Regions from separate parts of the Oryctolagus cuniculus genome. Here region 1 is linked to region 2. Evidence: chromatin contacts called from public Hi-C data. All regions are on one chromosome and are shown on one strand. Each heading gives the region's core, a stretch centred on a gene start, on an enhancer-like site or on the middle of the called end of the contact. The rest is flanking DNA. Distances are from core to core; before and after follow the strand shown.

Region 1 (5,266 bases), core at 2,538-5,037, 370 kb after region 2:
AAAGTGATGAAAGTAACCCCTGCTTGAGATAATGTACTAAAAGTATCGAACACAATGGTAAATGCCACCCTTCCTCCTCACCCCCAACTCCCAATTCCACCACTCCAGTTTTCTTATGTATCTCTTGAAGCTGGGCCCTTCAGTGAGGCTTTGTGTCAGCTCAGATTTTGGCTAAAGGTGGAGGCCCACCTCTGGAAGCTCTGTTTCAGTCCAAAGGTCTCCCTAGGAGCCAGTGATTGATGGCCATGTGAGCCATCTTCCCAAACAGATCAACAGTTTCCTCCCAGTGAATGACAGGCCACAGTGCAGTCAGTGGTAAGGTGTATTTCTCTTCACCCACTGGGTTTTTCTACCTCAAACCTTGAGTGTAGCCTTCTCCAAAAAATCCTTGGCACCTGTGCTATTTTTTTTTTTTTTCATTCATGCGTCCATTCACTCACTCGTTAATCTAATCAATACACATCGTATACATGCCAAGGATTGTATCCCCTTATCCTCTCTGGACTGAACAAAGAGGCTAGGCTTCTACTCTGGTGGAGTTGCCACTCCAGGGGAGAAGGAAGTAAATTTTTCTGTGCAATATGTCAAGTGGGGATGAAGAAAATTTAAGCCACGGACAGGAATCACAAGGGCTGTTGCTACTTGGGTAGAGTAGTCAGAAAGCCCTTGGTGAGGGGGCCTTTGAGCACAGACATGGAGAATGGACAGCCTGAGCCAGCAAGACATTTGGGAAGAGTTTCAGGAAGTACCTTCCTCAGTTGCAAGGAACTTGTGTTCCTCAGGTTCTTCCGCCTACCCCCCAGGGATATTATTTGGTTATAGGATAATCGAGTTTAAATGAGGTCATTAAGACAGTTTCCAATCCAAAGGAACTAGTCTCTTTTTAGAAAGGGGGAATTTGGACAGAGAGACACACATAGGGGAAATACCAAGTAAAGAGGAAGGCAGAGATCACAGCAATGCTGCGCTGACAAGCAAGGGATGCCACAGCTTGCCAGGAAACCAAAGGCTAGAACAGGGCCTCAGAACCAACCTGCCAAAACCTTGAACTTGGACTTCTGGCCTCCAGAACTGCAAGACAATAACTTTTTGCTGAGTAAGCTTGATCAGCTTAAACAAAGTCTGTGCTACTGTGTTACAACAGTGCTGGGAAACAAACAGCACCAACTAGCACTCTTAGGGGCAGAGCCAAACCATACCATTCCCTCCCCTCCCCAAGGGTTGGGGGGGAAGTGGGGGTTCACAGCACAAACCTCTGCAGACAGGGGTAACTGCCCCCTACCGGGACTGTTTACCACCTGACATTCTCAAACCATTTCAGATAATAATACTGGCCTGATCTCTCTGAAACCAAAATGTGATCACATCTCAGTTTCACAAGCTTTCACCTGCCTCCCACAGTGTCCAGACAGAATCCAAATTTCTCAGGGCACAAAGGCTTTTAGGATCCAGCCTCTTTAATCTGTTTTCTCTCATCTTTGCATTAATTCCTGGGCCATGAGTTCCCCATGCACCTGCACCTCCCAGTTTGGTCAAACTTCTATTCTCCCTCAGGCTTTCCCAATGCATTCCCAAGCATTGGGATGCTTTCCCAATACCCCTGAGATGGTGTTAGGTGTCCCTCCTGTGCGATCTCCAAAGTCCTTGTGTTTAATGCTGTTGTGGTGTTTATCACACAGTGTCCAAGGCCTGTTTGTCTCCTCCTTTTGACCATGAGTTCCTATCTTGTATCTCCAGGCACCAAGAAAGTGCTTGGGGAGGATTCATTGGGTGGAGGAGAATCAATGAACAAAGCATGCCATGTTCCAACCAGCTGATCCCAGAACTACTTTTTTTTTTTCTTTCCGCCTTTAAGGGGTGGGGGGATGGGAGCATGACCTTTCCAGGGATTTCTCAATAGCATGTAAAACCACTGCAGCTGGATGGACTGTACCTTTCCTTAAAGCTTGCAAGAGGAATTTAGATTAGACACTCAAAAGCTGTTCCTTGTGTCGCAAGATACTGCAGTATAAGGAAGAGAAGTAAACAATCAGCCCAGCAATTTTTTTTTTCTGAGCTTGACCAATAGTTTGGAATCTATTTTGTGATAGGAAGTGGCACCATTAGGTCTGTTCCAAGCCTCTGGTTCTGTTACTGCATGTTCATGACCCACAGGTAAAGGTGTTGGGAGCAGGGTGGAACGAAATGAGGAGTGTTGCAACTAGCGATACAACAAGTCTTGTGTCCTTGTCCCCAAACAATAAATATTTTTTTAGTTTTAAAAAATATTTGCATGCACGGTTATAAACGCTGGGGACCCTGGAAGAGGAAAAAGAGGAAGACAGAAAGTAACAACTTTTTTTTTTCAATGACTAGAGAAAGACAGAGGAAGTTAATAGATGCAAATAATCAGGACTGGGTCTCACAAATGCCTGAACGGGGAAATGTTTCCGAATTTCAAGACCTCAAGAAATAGGGCCTTAAAAAAGTCTAGTGAGAAGGGAGGGGAGGCGAGGAGAGGGGGAGGGGGCTGGCTTTCGCAGCAGGAAGTCTTCGATGGCTATTGACTTGTGGAGAAACAACTCGTACTCCAGTCCTTATTCGGAGCGCTAAACTCGATTTCACAGCGTAAAGAGCAGCACCGGCGCTGGGAGCGGCCTCACTCCGGTGCCGGGGAGACGGCTCGTCCTCCCCGTCGGGAAAGCGAGAGCGCCTGCGGCTGGGCAGGCGCCCCGACCGGCCGCGGGGGTTTTATTTGCAAGTCAGCGAGCCCAGTGGGCGATGGGGCGCGCGGTGCCGCGTTCTGGAAGCTGGGTTGTTATTCTCGCTTATTGCCCCACTGCACAATTCCGAGGGAAAGCAGGCGCGCCGGCGGTGTGCGCGCGCAGGGGGCCGTACGGGACGTGCCGCTACGCGTCCACCCCAGAACCACTTGATGTGCAAAGCCATGGCCGTAGTGGTATCTCTTCGTTTGCCTCTTCCAGCAACAGCAGTCTTACTCGGCCCTCGAATTTCTTAATTACAAACCAGTCTTCTCCTAAATCAACCCTAAACCGTCAGGCAGAGCCCGGAGGGAAGCTTGTGCGAGTTTGCACACACACACACACACACACACACACACAAACACCCCACCTCCCGGATCAAGGGCAACAGCAGAAGCGAGGAACTGTGTATGTGCAAAAAGGTGGATCTGGGGACTAGGATCGCTGAGTTTGTTTACAGAGCAGAGACGCCTCAGCTCGGATGCCAAAGCTACCAAGAGCTGCAAACGCAAACTTAGCAGAAGCACACGTATCCCAGGAGCGGAGAGCAGGCTCCAAAGCGCGGCCCGGACTCCCGGCGCGGGAGCTGGGACTGCCAAGCCCGCGAGCGCGCTCGCTCCACCTGCAGCCTCTGCGGCTCCCCGCCCGCGGGCCGCTCGCCCTTGAAAGGAGTTGGGGGGTGGGGAGGCGGGGGTCGTCGGGGTGGGGGATTTACCTACACGCAGATTAAAACTAACTGCCCTCTCTGAAAACAGAAAGGCGCGGCCCGGGAAAGCGCGCGCTCGGACAGGGCATTATCTGCCGGGGGCTTTAAAAGCCAAGTCGGGGAAGCACGGCCATTCTTGGGAACCCTTGGAGAAGGGCCGCTTGGGGGAGGGCGGGGGGCAGAGCAGGGGCGCGGAGCGAGCCCCCCTTCCCGTGCAGGATAGGCCGGGTCGCTTCGGTGAGCGGGGTGGGAAGCCCGGGGATGGGCAGATCCGCCCCGAGAAGGGCGATGTGTTCTCCGAGGAGGCGCTGCCTCCACTAGGGCCGGGGAGCTAGGGAGGCTTTTTTTTTTTTTTTTTTTTCCCCTCCCCGGCCGGCGGGGCGGCGCCTGGGCCGGTAGCCTCTGCGCACGTGCGGCCGGACCCGGTCCAGGGTGCCCGGGAATCCAGCGCCCGCGTCTTCCCGCTGCCCCCCGGAGGCTCTCGCTCCGCCCTTCCTGAATCCCTTATATTAACTGTGGCCAAAGCCCGAAGAAACACAGCTCATTGTTGGCAGCTGCCGGGCGGTCCTGCCGAGCTGTGAGGGCAGCGCAGGGGGAAATAAAAGGGAACGGCTCCGAGTCTGCCCCAGCGGCCGCGGCGGAACCTCGGCGCCCCACTCCGCGAGCAGCGAGCGCCCCGCACGCCCGGGAGCTCCCCTCTATGTGCTGCTGAGCCGGTCCTGGACCGCGCGATCCCGCCCTCGGTGTTCGGAGCAGAAATCGCAGAGACGGAAGGTGAGCGCGGCGGGCGGAGCGGGCTGGGGCTCCTGCCAGCGCCGGCCTCCGAGGGCAGGGTTTGCCCGGAGGAAGAGCGCGAGGCGGAGCTGGGGAATAACAACAGGATGTGCAACAACAGGACGGCGAGGACTGCTTTCGAGCCCGAAGTTGGCGGCAGGGCTGCGGGGCACTTCCTTTATTCGGCCACTTCGGGGGGCAGAGGGCGGTGGGGGCTCGGGGGGCCCCCCGGCCCGGCCGCAGCGGGAGGAGCCGTTTGCGCAGCGCCGGGCTCTGCCGAGGGTGGCAGGTCCGCAGAGGGCGCCGGAGCCCGGGTGCACCGATCGGCTACTCGTGGGGGCCCCGGGGGCGGCGGCTCGCAGGCGAAGCGGGGCGCGCCGTGGTGGGCGACACGTGTGGCGCAGGTCTCACCCGCCGGCCCTTTTCCCTTTCAGGACTGGACATGGCAGACCATATGATGGCCATGAACCACGGGCGCTTCCCCGACGGCACCAACGGGCTGCACCACCACCCTGCCCATCGCATGGGCATGGGGCAGTTCCCGAGCCCCCATCACCACCAGCAGCAGCAGCAGCCCCAGCACGCCTTCAACGCCCTCATGGGCGAGCACATACACTACGGCGCGGGCACCATGAACGCCACGAGCGGCATCAGGCACGCCATGGGGCCAGGGACTGTGAACGGAGGGCACCCCCCGAGCGCGCTGGCCCCGGCGGCCAGGTTTAACAACTCCCAGTTCATGGGCCCCCCGGTGGCCAGCCAGGGAGGCTCCCTGCCGGCCAGCATGCAGCTGCAGAAGCTCAACAACCAGTATTTCAACCATCACCCCTACCCGCACAACCACTACATGCCGGACTTGCACCCTGCTGCAGGCCACCAGATGAACGGGACGAACCAGCACTTCCGAGATTGCAACCCCAAGCACAGCGGCGGCAGCGCGGGCGCGGGCGGCGCGGGCGGCAGCGGCAGCGCCGGCGGCTCGGGCGGCACCTCGGGCGGCGGCGCGGGCGGCAGCGGCAGCGGCGGCAGCAGCGGCGGCGGCGGC
Region 2 (5,562 bases), core at 2,852-5,351:
AGAGAAAAATAGGAGATTGATGTGTGCCTTTTAATCTACCCCCTCCAGGACCCCTATAAAACAATGGTGAAAGGATCTCTTAAAGCATACACCTAGGAGACAAAGAGAACAGAGGAGGGGAGAAGGGCAATAAAGAGATGAAAAGCAGCTCAATGATTGAGTAAGCCAAGGAATCAAACCCTATGCAGGCAGCATGGTTAACATGAGAGACTATTGCATTGGTTTGACAAAACTTTCTTGAAGTTTGGATACTCTGAGCACCATTTACCTTGGAAAGTGGGGATAAAGTGAAACTAAAGCCAAACAGGACAGCTCAGGTTCACAACGCTCTGTTTATGTGAAGCCCATCGCCATAGACCCCTCCTCCACCCAACAGGAGACCTGGAAGCTTACCCTGCAGAGATAGGAAAATAGACTCCCTGCTTGGGAGTTACCACATCTAATACAAGAAACAGCGCACTGAAGAGAGGGCGATTAAGTGAAAGTTTCCATACTGAATACAGACATCCCATGCCTCTTTCTCACTCCGTTGCCAGCATGCTAACAGCCAGACTTAGGGTATCAAGGCGGGAGATTAGAAGATTATTTTCTGGGAACACTGATAAACCTAGGAGGGAAGAACTAAAGATAATGGCATCGCAGGTTTCCACGCAGGCAGCCTAGCCAGCTCAGGCTGCAGTGACATGCACAGTTCACAAGTTCCAATGACAGCACAGAGTGTCCAGCCACATTTTCTAACTCTCAATGGGACCAGGTATAGGGGATGGCAGGGATGAGAAGTGGCTTGAAGGCAACAGAGATTTTGCATGGAAAAGAAAACTAAACAAAGGGAGACAGGAGGAGCCAATACATCCAAGAAGCAATTAGATTTATTAGATATTAGATTTATAACGCTGAACATAAAAATGCACTAGAAGAGCTGACATGTATTGTAGAGAAAATCTAATGGACAGGAAACTGACTGAGGGATACAGAATAGCAGAGAAATTACTCTCACATTAGAGGATTAGTTACTAAATATTAGCCACAATCTATCTTAAAAACTTTAAAGACCCAAGAGTCTCTAAAACACTATTGGTGGAGGAGAGTGAAACCACTGTATCTTGTGACAGCTATGGAGCCGTGCACACCAGCAGAGAAGGTGGAGCCCAGGCAGAGTCCCATGTTTCTGTGGACTCGGTGTCTGACGCTGGTGGCAGCACTCATCTGCTCAGGAAAGGAAACACACATGTGATTGTTCTTCAGAATACTCATGCAAAATGCAAATTATGAAAATATGATGCATGGATTTCAAAAATTTTTGTACCAAAATAAACATTTTAATTCCATTTTCCATAAATTTTTTGGAATAGCCTGGTATACAAAAAACACTGTTATTATTTTTAGCGGTTTTATTTTTTAGCTATAATTGAGGACAAATGAGGATTGGAAAGACATGTAAGTCTGAATCGCATGAATTCGCTGATATTTGACTGTTTTGACCTACAAAAATGTCAGTTTTATAAAGTTCAACCTAGTACACTAAATGATTAATATTTGTTCAAGAAAAGAGATAGTAGACGAAAAACTGATTAAGGAATATAATGAAACAGAACTGGGAAGTAGAAATACCCAGGTCTGTGCAACCAAAGGGCATGATACTAGAAGGTTTGCAGTCAAACTTACAAAATAGTGACAGATGGAAAAATTACTATGATGGGGTCCAAAGTTGTTAAGAAAATCAGCAAAAATCTGAAAGAAAGAAGCCAGATGAGGTAAGAAACAAGAAAGCTTTTTTGGAATAGAAAGAAACATTTAAAATGTGGATCATTACAGCTATGAGAGAGGATCAAATTAGCTAAAAATGATTTCAGAGGAAAAATTCAAAATTTAAGACTTTGATGATGCATTGGAATTTTTTAAATACTTATAATAATACTTCAGGGTACTTCCTGAACAGAAGAAAAAGATAGATTGTTGTGCTTCCTCCATGAAATAATGTAACTAACGGTGAAAGTGAGGCAAATGTCCAACAATGTTGACATCTCCTTCCACCATGGTCATTATACTCACTATTGTGTCAGACACACACGTTCACTAAATGTGCTTACTGGAATCTCATGGGAGATGATTTAACTTTTCCTCTTGAGAGGGATTTTCCTTCGGATTGCACAATTTCTTGGACTCCAGATTTAGAAAAAGACACAGGCTACACATATTTTTTCTGGAAAAGGGCCATTATTCTTGCCCTCTTCAACAGACACTTATGACAGTGAGAATTAAGCCTGTAAATTATATATATTAGACTTGACCGTGACATGATACATCTTCTACTTATAATTTAGGTGATCTTATATAATGTGCTAGACAGTAATGTTATCATTATTTACAGAACCTTGGATGCAGCAGTAATCATCAATCTAAATGTCCATGCATTATTTTTAACGAGAAAGCACAGTGATCTCTTCCAGATTAGTACATGTTGAGTGGGATGGAGGGATTAAATCAGGAGACAGAAATAGAGATTTCTTTGTACTTACATTAACCATCTCCAGAGCACTCTCCTACCCACCCCCTTCCTCTACTTTGGTGATCCATTAAGCTAACTTCCCCAAATAGCCATTGACAGTTAACCCTTTGCATTCTTGTGAATGAAGTAAAAGGTGTAGTAATTTACTGAGAACATCAATTATGCAAGCAACATAAAATATTTGCACATCCTAATCAATAATCTCACAAAGACAAATAGTTGTGCTTGTATTTATCTGTACCAAAACATGTCTTCTTTTTCCATCTTAATAGGTTTTAACATTTAACTTGCTCAAATTAGTGCATTGTTTATATAAATAGGATGTTTGTTTATTCCAGACTAGCAATAACTGGAAGAGGAAGCCAACATAGTCAATTATGTTCTATAGAGGAATCTCTGAATCATAACATAATAATTGAGGCAAGTGTCTTCCATCAATTTTAGAGTCACTGTCCATTTGCAGCACGAGACTAAAATGAAAAGGCAAAGCAGCTTTTTCTCCAGTAGCTCTCTGACTCATCTTAGCATATAAACTGGTTATTTTGATTGAACTCACAGAGACTCTGACCTCCTGGAATGTCAACATGTGTTCAAAACCATTCTCCAGCCATGAAAGAAAATGTCAGTGCTCCAAAAATACCTGTTGACTCAATAAAATGAATCTACCACCTTAAATTATTTACGCCATTTTTGCACTTCTTAACCACAGAGCCCCTCACATACCCTTCGTTATCTTTAAAATGAATAATAATGCCTGCAAACACTGAGATTGTCTAAAAATCCTCTAAAAGCATATTAACTAAAATATAAACAAATGTATGGCTTATCACTTAGTATTTTCCTGCACCATTTCTTTTTTTTATATATACATAATCTTTTCTGGGAACAACTATAATAATTAAATTCTAGGTCTACATCTTTGCAAATTACAAAATGGTTTTCTAACTACTTTCAGAGCCAGAGACAAAAGGTAGGGAGACAGTGGTCCAATAATGTTCAATATATTTTTAAAGTCCTTCAATTAAGCTCCCAATAATCAAGGTGCGTTTAAGACGGGATCTATTTAGAGCTATATGTTTACACTGCTTGTTCATAAATAAGCACAGGCTATACTAATTGCTAGCTGTACAAGCCTGTTTGCCAGTGTACTTAATCTCTCTGAACCTTAGTCTCTGGCCTATAAGATAAAGATGATAATTACTTAATGAGGTTGTGGTGAAGTTCAAAGGAATGGATATAAAAGTAAGTTGTTCATTTTAATATTCCACATAAATGAAATTAGTGTTTGTATTCACCACCTATTACAGGCCCAAGACATCTGTGAGTTTGGATAAACTGTAACAGGAATACAAGATATGTACTCTTTCCACAAAAAAAATAAAATAAAATCCACTTGGGGGAACAGAAAATAACTAGAAAATGAGATGAGACCATGGGGCAGGTTATGCGTGCAGTTAACAATTCTAAGAAGAAAGAGTTTAAAATGGTCTGGGAATCATGACCGTTTTCTTTCCAAATGGAACTTTGCTTGGCCTGAACAAAGAAGTAGATATCTAACAGCTGCTTACCACTCTGTTGCTTAAAATATCGAAGGAGTATGAGGTTTAGGCAGCTCTGAGTCATCTTCCTCCTAACTTGGTATTTATTCGGGACACAGCTCTACCCCTGATGACAACAGCATTCCTGACCTCTGAGCTGCTCAAAATGCTAAGACAGTCCTGAAGGTGAAGTACACAGCCCGTCTAGGTTCTGGTGTGGTCAGCTACCATTCTCCCACTTACGTGTCTGCTGCCTCTTTGTTTTGTCGCAATGTTTTTTTTTCGAAGCGAGAGAGGTCTGGACAACTGAAGAAGAGGAACTGAAACCAAGTGAGACATATCCTACATTTTCTACAACACGACACTGCTCAACTGAAAGGGTTCAAGCTGTAGCCTATATTATATGGCCTTTGTAGCATACGTATGAATTCAGTTCAATGGTCTGCTTCCAAGCAGGCCAACATTGAACAAAAGTGTTGACTACTCAAAATTCAACAAGGGTAGATAAGTGCCAGATATGTAATATGAGAGATCATCTCACGTACGTGCTGTGTGTTTTCATTTCATCCAGCAGTAACTGCTAAGTAATCTGTGTCATCCTATGTTTGAGGAGAAGTCCTCAACAACGCTCCATAACCTGCCAGAGTCACGTAATTCAAAGGCTGCTAGGAGAAAGTTCAAATGCTCAAAATACTCGTTGTAAAATCCCCCTTGCTCTTCACACACACACTGTGTTCACTTACACTGATCACATACACAAGTAATTTAAGTTTCTTCTTTAAGTGTGTGGAGGTGCTGTGTGTGTTTGTGACACTGAATTGTGAAGGAGTAGCCCAAGAAAGTTTGTGGCCTCACTCTGGAGAACTTTGTTGAGGGTTCTCACGTTGTACTCAGTCATATAAACACTGGGCAGCCAACAGTGGCTGACCAAGAATAGGGGTGCTAGTAGTGGGTAAACACATTAACAGGGAACCCTGTATATAGAGAATCTTAAAGCTAAGATGAAACCCACACATCTTGATCCTAATCATCATCTTCTGGCCATGATTATAAATAATAAAATGATGAATGAGCATTTTATAATTTTTTTTTATTTTATCCTTTACTAAATATTGTTTGCTCCATGGAAGTTAATTCAGTGAACTCCCAGCCATAGAACTGACCCTCAATATACCAACATTCAACTAAAGACTTTCAAGGGTAAATGGGAGAGGCCAGAGCTGTGGTGCTGCGGGTAAAGCTGCCGTAAGCAGTGCCAGCATGCCATATGGGCACTGGTTCAAGTCTCCGCTGCCCCCCCCCCCCCGAGGCCTGAGAAAGCGGTGGAAGATGGGCCAGTGTACCCTCATGGAAGACCTGGAAGAAGCTCCTGGCTCCTTGCTTCAGATCAGCCCAGCTCTGGCCATTGCAGTCAGTTATACAATGAACCAGTGGATGGAAGATCTTTCTCTCTCTGTCTCTTTGTTACTCTGCCTTTCAAATAAATAAATAAATCTTAAAGAGAGAGAGAGAGTA

The links. A called contact is a pair of places that touch in the nucleus more often than the background predicts.
Region 1: a contact with region 2 is called in a Hi-C map of embryonic fibroblasts, with 4 times the contacts expected there. The contact joins the promoter of CITED2 here to the enhancer-like site in region 2. A contact is called at or near these places in 3 of 6 Hi-C or Micro-C datasets (embryonic fibroblasts, skin fibroblasts and an unstated tissue).

Annotation. Positions count from the first base shown.
Region 1 is chr5:29,480,658-29,485,923 of mOryCun1.1, forward strand. It overlaps CITED2 (Cbp/p300 interacting transactivator with Glu/Asp rich carboxy-terminal domain 2), which reads left to right and starts at 3,788. Exons shown (of 2, transcript XM_017345399.3): 1 at 3,788-4,221; 2 at 4,656-5,266. The coding sequence starts at 4,664.
Region 2 is chr5:29,107,725-29,113,286 of mOryCun1.1, forward strand. All of the region lies in intron 1 of LOC127492952 (a long non-coding RNA gene), which reads right to left. Among named protein-coding and RNA genes, the nearest start is that of CITED2, 370 kb to the right of the region's middle. Within about 2 kb of position 4,102, at least 2 of the 8 cell types and tissues checked have an H3K27ac peak or open chromatin away from gene starts, as enhancers often do.